2 separate regions of the Sus scrofa genome follow, and region 1 is linked to region 2. The links are chromatin contacts, called in public HiChIP or PLAC-seq maps. All regions are on one chromosome and are shown on one strand. Each heading gives the region's core, a stretch centred on a gene start, on an enhancer-like site or on the middle of the called end of the contact. The rest is flanking DNA. Distances are from core to core; before and after follow the strand shown. Region 1 overlaps GRM5 (metabotropic glutamate receptor 5). Region 2 overlaps FZD4 (frizzled-4).

The links. HiChIP or PLAC-seq counts read pairs in DNA pulled down with a chosen protein or histone mark.
Region 1: a contact with region 2 is called in an H3K27ac HiChIP or PLAC-seq map of alveolar macrophages. The contact joins two enhancer-like sites. A contact is called at or near these places in 4 of 47 Hi-C or Micro-C datasets (embryonic fibroblasts, epiblast stem cells, heart right ventricle and 1 more) and 1 of 2 datasets of contacts at active chromatin or transcription factors (alveolar macrophages).

What each region holds. Positions count from the first base shown.
Region 1 is chr9:21,947,753-21,951,527 of Sscrofa11.1, forward strand. All of the region lies in intron 8 of GRM5 (metabotropic glutamate receptor 5), which reads right to left. The region is part of intron 3 of LOC106504843 (a long non-coding RNA gene); the gene reads left to right. Among named protein-coding and RNA genes, the nearest start is that of CTSC, 190 kb to the left of the region's middle. Within about 2 kb of position 1,834, at least 7 of the 83 cell types and tissues checked have an H3K27ac peak or open chromatin away from gene starts, as enhancers often do. A contact at or near this core is called in alveolar macrophages, where this site is marked.
Region 2 is chr9:20,712,352-20,715,706 of Sscrofa11.1, forward strand. FZD4 (frizzled-4) reads right to left here. Exons shown (of 3, transcript XM_005667210.3): 3 at 2,644-3,355. Among named protein-coding and RNA genes, the nearest start is that of FZD4, 7.4 kb to the right of the region's middle. Within about 2 kb of position 1,955, at least 28 of the 83 cell types and tissues checked have an H3K27ac peak or open chromatin away from gene starts, as enhancers often do. A contact at or near this core is called in alveolar macrophages, where this site is marked.

The sequences.
Region 1 (3,775 bases), core at 584-3,083, 1.2 Mb after region 2:
GGTCATTCAGTGCACTGGCTTTGGAGCGAATCAGCATGCGTTTGATTCCTAGCAAATACCACTTACTAGCTGTATGATTTGGGGCCTTTTATATAACTTCTCTAAAATTTTATCTTTGACTAATGAGAGCAATGCTACTTAACTCACAACACAATTTTATTATTTATTTTCACAAAGACACTAGGAGGTAGGTACTGTTATCATCCTCATTTTATAGAGAAAGAAACTGGGTCACAGAGCAGTTAAGTGACTTGCTCAAAGTCACATGATTGGAGGGGGCAAAGCCAGACATATATCTGGATGGTTGGACTGTAAAGCTTGTACTCCAGAACACCAGATTAAAGAAAATAACCAAAATTGCCAAAGGGATGACTGAAAGGGAAGAGAAAACTCAATTTACAAAAATCAAGGGGATGCCAAAGAATAGGAAACGAAGCATAAGGAGAAAACATACGTGCCAGGCACTGTTGGGGTTTTTAATAGGTTGTTCAAACATCCTTACAACCCTGGAAAAGTAGTGATGACCTTTTAAAAAAGAGAACTGTAGTTCACATAGCTGATGCATGTTCATGTTGGAATTCAATCTAATTATAAATAATACAAGGATAATATACTCAGACACATATTATACGTCTTCTAGAGATGCAGCGTAGTGCTTGGTTCTATAGGTGCATTAGGAAAATACATTTCGCAGCCTGTGAGCTCAAGGATCTTCAACTCTAATGGGGATGATAGAGGTAGATGCCATAAAGAAGAGAGGCCTACATTCCTGGTGAAGATAACCACAGCATCATTTGGGTGGCTAGGATGGAAAGGGCCTAGAACGGAAATGGAAAATGCTGTCATAGAACGTGAACTTCATCTGGCCCGAGGGGCAGAAGCCTGGCCCGTTGTAGACAGTCGATGTTTGTTGAATGCCCAAGCGATAATAGTTAAGCAGAAAGACATCATGTTCCTTTTCTGTTACCTTTCCTCCTCAGCCAGGACCTATTAGAACAGAAGGGCTTGACTTTCCCCATCACCCCTAGAGAAGGGCCAGGGTGCAAAGATGAGAGAAGGGGGAGAACCAAGCTTAGTGCCTCTCAGATCAATACCAGGTCAGAGACACCTTCTGTATCTCCGTGCCCACAAAGGTGACTGGAGCCTGGTAGGGCCCAGTGAAGAAATGTGCTACATAAAAGAATAAATGAATGAGAGGAAAAAAAAAAAAAAAAAAAGACGGATTATTTCAGGGAAGACTTACAGAAATCTGAGGGCAGAGAAAAAAACACCACAACCAGGATCCATACAAACACGTCATCCTTCTTCGAGGCCTTTCCCTTCTCCTCGCATGTAATTATTTCCCTTGCTGTGCCCCTGCAGTTCCCCCTACAAAGACTTAAGCCTCCTACGACGCTCTGCTGACATTATTTGCTTACATCTCTGACTCTACTAAGAAGAAAGGAGTTATTTAGGGGAAGGACGGTATTGTGTTCATCTTAATATCTCCAGTGCCTAAAATATCATCTGGTGCATAGCAGACAACATGATGTATAGTAGGTTCTGAGCAAATAGTACCTATTAATTATTATTGTTTGGTTCATAAACATCACCAAAGAGAGAACCTTGCTTTCCTGTAACTAATGTCTTCTCAACTCTTCTCTTTCTGGCTAACTTGTCTTTGTTGTCTGGCGTACAGCTTAGATCTTTCTACCTCTTGTATTACCTACTTTCTTTAATTCACTAGGTTTTATTTTGATTCCATTCTCCATAAAGGTGTGTATTGCCCCCTTGTGTCTCCGTTAGTGAAGCTGCCCACTCACCCCTTTTGGCATTTCTGCCCCCTCCTGCGGGGCTCTGCTGCCCTCTAGGGGGCCTTGTTCATCACACACGTCTCAGGAATCTGCACTTGTCAGCACAGTCCTTGGTTGGGATGGCTGTGCTCAAGGCAGGACTGACAAGCTCCGAAGCTCCTTTGGCTGCTCCTGCAGTTCGCGGTTTATGAACATGTGGCTAGACAGCATAATGGGTTTAGGAGGCTGCCAGGAACTGAGACCCATCACAAACGGAGGTTTGGAGGAGGCTGCCATGGGTCTCAGTACTCTCAGTACCAACAGGATTCTCAGTTGTGGGTATCCCGCCTGCACTTTGGCAATTTGTATACTGTGTCAAAGTTTGTTCTGTGGATCAGGATCCAGTTAGTGAGAGTGTTCTACCTGATGAATGAACAATGATTTCCATCTTTGCTTGGGCCTCTGGGATACAAAGAACTTCCTCAAAAAGCTGGGACCTCAGTGGGTTTTTGTTCAAGCCCAAACCCACCTCTAGTTACCACATCCAATGGTGATGACTCTTAACTCTATCCAGTTTGACTTCTCTATTGCTCACTCATTCACATGTGGATCATTCTTCTTGCTGTTGTGTTATCCCTTGTGTCTGGGGATGTACTTAATACTAATATTCAGGAATTCTTTGTCTGTTCATCAGACTTTCCCTTATCTAGTCCAAGAGAGCTTCCCTTTCTTCTCCCAAAGTGTACCTCAAACTCTAAACCCTTTTGATCTTCAGACCAGTTTTTCTCCATCAGTTTCTTAGATATGTTCCCTTAGGTGTCTCCTAGAATTCAAATTTAACAATTCCTAAACCAAGCTTATTTTTTCATCAGGCTCTCTCCCCTTTACCTCCCCATCCTTGGTCCCCAATTTTTGCTCATTTAGCCGTGTTATTATCAAAATGTGAATGGCTCTCCCAACCCTTCTGTTTTAATGTCCATCCTGGATTTCTTCTCTGAGCTCAATTGACAGGCATCATATTAACATCTCCAGAACTTCGAACCTCTCCTCCCCAAGTCTGAATCACACAGGTCCCAATCCTCCCATTTATGCAGGTTGAAAATCTAAGACTCATCTTTTAAGTTTTTTTTTTTCTTTCCTTCACATACAACATAACAATGATGAAAATCCTATCATTATACTTTGTACTTGAAACCATCATAGTCTCTCACCTAGTCTGTCAGAATGGATTTCTAGCTGATTTCTTCCTTCTTTCCACTCTACTTTCTATTGTATCTATGGAAACCAGAGGGATTTCTTTAACATATTAACCTCATCGTGTAACTGCTCAAACCTGCCAAAGCTTCCCATCACATTCAGGAGAAAATACAAAATCTGTACCTCACCTAATCTGATCTCCAAGTGCCAGGCTACATTCTTCTCTTACCATTCTCTCAACCACAGTGGACCTTGCTTGTCCCCTAAAATAACCATCTAGCTCCTGTCTCACATTTTTTTCACTTGCTATTCCCTCTGCCTGGAACACTTACCCTCCACTTCCCTGGTCTTTGTGTATTTTATTTTCTCACTTCATTTTGCTCTCTGTTCAGCTTATTCAGCGAGGCTGTTCATGGCACCATATCTAAAAATGTCCAAAATCATTCCCTATCCAGCTCACTCTAGTTCTTTCCCTTTTTTCTTGCTTTTAATAATCATTATTCCATATAATTAATGGTATTATATGATGTATTTTTTTTTTTTTTTACTTTTTATTGTTATTCTCTCCAACTGCAATTGAAGTTCTAGGGAGGGTTGAGATTTTGTTTTCGTCACCACTTTATCATCAGAGAGAGAACAATTCATGGTACATAGCACATTCTCAGTGAATAATTGTCTAGATGAATGGTGAAGTCAATAATAATAGGCTGTGTATATTTAGAACTTCTGTGGGGTAGATGGTGAGTAATGACTTTATAAATGGCATGAGCTGGACCAGGTAAGATGAGTGAGGATGAATTAATTTC
Region 2 (3,355 bases), core at 705-3,204:
AAAGGGACTTGGAAGGTGTGTAAAAATGACCACACATCTTGGAAATGCCCAAAAGGGGTGTCACGGGATGACAGCTTGAGCACTGTGGTTACAGCCAAAGTGTCACGTGACCACTCGAGCGTTTCTGATGACCACAGTAGTGATAAATTCTGTTGACCTTGGACCTCGGGGGTTTACTGACCCAGGAGAAATCCCCGCAGGGAAAAATAGCAGCAGCAAAAAAAAAAAAAAAAAAAAAAAAAAAAAAAAAAAATTTAAAAAAAGGACAAAGAGGCTCTCAGGAAGAGGCTCACTTCTCTGCTTCTCACTGCTTCCCAAGGGCTTTCAGATACCTGTAGGAACAGGCCATGTCACACACCAGCTAACAAACAAAACTTTATTTTCCTTTAATACAAAAATTAAATAGCCAAGATTTTTGTTTTTTGTACAGTGATAAATTAGAAATTTACAGTACAGACATCAACGCAGACACACGTTTGTACATCCTCAAAAGCAGGGTCCATCGCCTCTGTCGGTCAGCAATTCGTTCAGGGCATGGAGTAGGGGTTTGCCTGGTACCTCTATGTCGAAATCCGGAAGTCCCCCAGGTTGGCCTCGAGGTGGCTGGCGCTGTGGCTGGCACGGGGCCCAAGAAAGGCCCAGAGAGCATGTGCTTGTCTGCGGCATCAGCAGGCCATATTTCATCTTTGCATAGACCACACTTGACCTTTCTTCTGCCTTTTCTACAAAGAGCTCCAGGGGCCTTTGTCCTCATCCCTTCTAAAGTCTCACAACATCCCTGTGAGGTAGGAAAAGATTCGGGACCGCCTAGATGCCCCCTTGGGAGAGGCCTGGGAAGCAGCCTCCCCCTCCCAAAGCCCATGGCAGCACACCTGGGAGAGCAGAGGGACCCAGCCTCCAGGGCCAGAGCACTCATCCTCCCCTCAGAAGCCTTCTGGGATGACAGTGGTCATGCACTGAATATTGCAGGCGATGGGGGAGCCATAGAAGCTTGGAGGACACAGCTCACCTAGGACCCCAAGCAGGCCTCTACAAGTCGCCTGGGTGAACACCGGGAATTTGCTGGTGCAAGGAAGGGAAGCAAGGCCAATCAGAAATAGAAACAAGCAAGTGGGTTTATCAAGGAGAAGAGGCCCATTGGGGGGATCCAGGGTTCATCTCCCTCCTGGAAATGCCCCATGTATCATCACCGCACATGAGCAGGGCAAGAGGCAGCAGCAAAGAGCTCTGCCCAGGCCACAGTGAAACAAAATCCATTATTTAAGGCTGTGGTATCTGATCCTTGGTAGGAGCAAAATGCTCTCCTAGGAGTTTCCAAGATCTACAGCCTCAGCCCAAGAAGAAAAATGAGAACCCAGGTCCTTTGCCAGATATAATACAAACCCAGACGGGGACTCTGAACCCAAATACAATAAAGGAACAGAAAGAACCTTTGGAGTCCGATGACTTGATATAATTGGCTGGAAGAGCAACCCTTCCGGATCCCCTCCATCTCAGAATGAAATTCAGGCTGTAGATGGGTCCTGAATGCTTCTTGCAGAGCCTGCGCCTCTTCCCCAACTGCGGTTGTGGCCACCTCGCCAGAAGCCGAAGATTGCACCATCCTGGCAAAATCCCCTTAAACTGAGGCTGCCGAGTTCCTCTTTACACACTCAGGTTCCGACACTGAATTTAGTGACCAGGAAGCTGAGGGGCGGGGTGGGGGGTGGGCAGAGAGCACCAAGCCTGGGGTGCTAATAAAGGCACAATTCGGAATCCAGATACAGAAGTTTCCCAGGTTCCAGGTTTGGGGGGTGCAGGTGAGAGGGATGTGGGGGCGGGGAAAGCAAAGTCAGAGAGCGTCTCAGGGAAATGAAAAGTGTCACCCCTCCACCGGTTCAGGTCTCTGAGTAAGCTGCCAGCTCAGAAGCCGTCTCAGAGATCAGGAAACGGGTCTCCAGAGAGGAAAAAGGATATGAATCAACCGAGTAGCTCCACCAGGCGGCTTTGGCCAGTTCCACCCTCCCCATGTTCCTCTGCCCTGAGGTGTGGCCTTTATGAAGGAGGAGAAAGGAGTTTTTCAGAGAGGAGGCTGGACAGAGGAGCCCCTGGGCCCTGCTGAGGCCAGGGGATTTAATAGGAAGCTACGGTCATACCTATTTATCCCAGATTTCAGAGAAAGAGAAAGAACCCTAACCTTTTCCCCAGCAAGAAGCTGTCCTCAGATTCACCGGGTATGAGTCACTGGAAGACCTCCAGCCCTCAAGTGCCTGTCCCTGAGGTCACATGAGATGCAGGAGCTCATGTCCTTATGGCCCCTGTTCATGGTCTTCCTAGGAGATTTCCACGCCGATTGTCATGAAACAGAGCTGATGCTTTCCAGCAAAACCCCTGTAAATCAATTTGCAAGGAATCCTGGGAAGGGATGAGTGACGTGTGAAAGGGAGAAAGACCCAGAAAGAGGGTTCTGGGACGGAGACGGAGAAACAGGCGGCGGTGCGATGCAGAGGCCCCGCTCCTCCCGAAAGACCCAGGCGCGTCCCCATCCAGCTCAGTCAGGAGAACAGCGCTTACCCGCCCCACCGACAACCCCTAAGGTGCTTAACACAGGGCTTTACGTGCAGTTGGCACTTGATAAATGTGCTGATAATTCTGAGAAGTCGCTTTTTTTTTTTTTTTTTAACAGATACCAACTTAAGAGGTGACGGAGTCACTTCAAGGGAACTGGTAACTGACGCCTCAGCCACAAAGCTCCTTTCCTGAAACCGTTAACACTCTCCAGGGTCTGGAATGTGAAAGGAACAGCCGATAACCCTGTGACATCGCCAAGGCTACGCATCCAGTCTGCACCCATGGCCACTTCCGAGCAAACATACTTCCCCTGAGAAGGCGAGAGATGTACGGAAAGGACATGTTGCAACACAGCAAGCTCCAGAACTCAGGCGTCCGGGTCCACCCAAGAACTCATCATTACTAGTAGAGCACCCGTTCTGTGCCTGGCCCGCTGCTAGGTGCTGCCTTGGTCACACAGTCACGGAAACATTCCAAGAACTGCATCACGAAGCCCTACACGCCAACAGCCAGGCCAGCACCCAGCTGCCTGGTCCTCCTTCCCCTTTCCTGGGCCGGAGTCGCCGCACAACTCCCAAGACACTGGAGCGGAGCGTGAGTAAGGGCAGGCTCTGCCCCTGGGTGCAGGCTCCGGGGCCCTGGCCAGCTATGGGAACCGTCTCCAGGCAGCACAGGCCGGTCACATGCTACATTTCATAGGCGACCTGGTCTCTGATGGAGTTCAACTGGTCCTTCTGGAGATCGCTTCTCATGTTCCTGGAGCCCTGCCCCAGAGTCCAGCCAGGCTCAGCACACACAGCAGGGG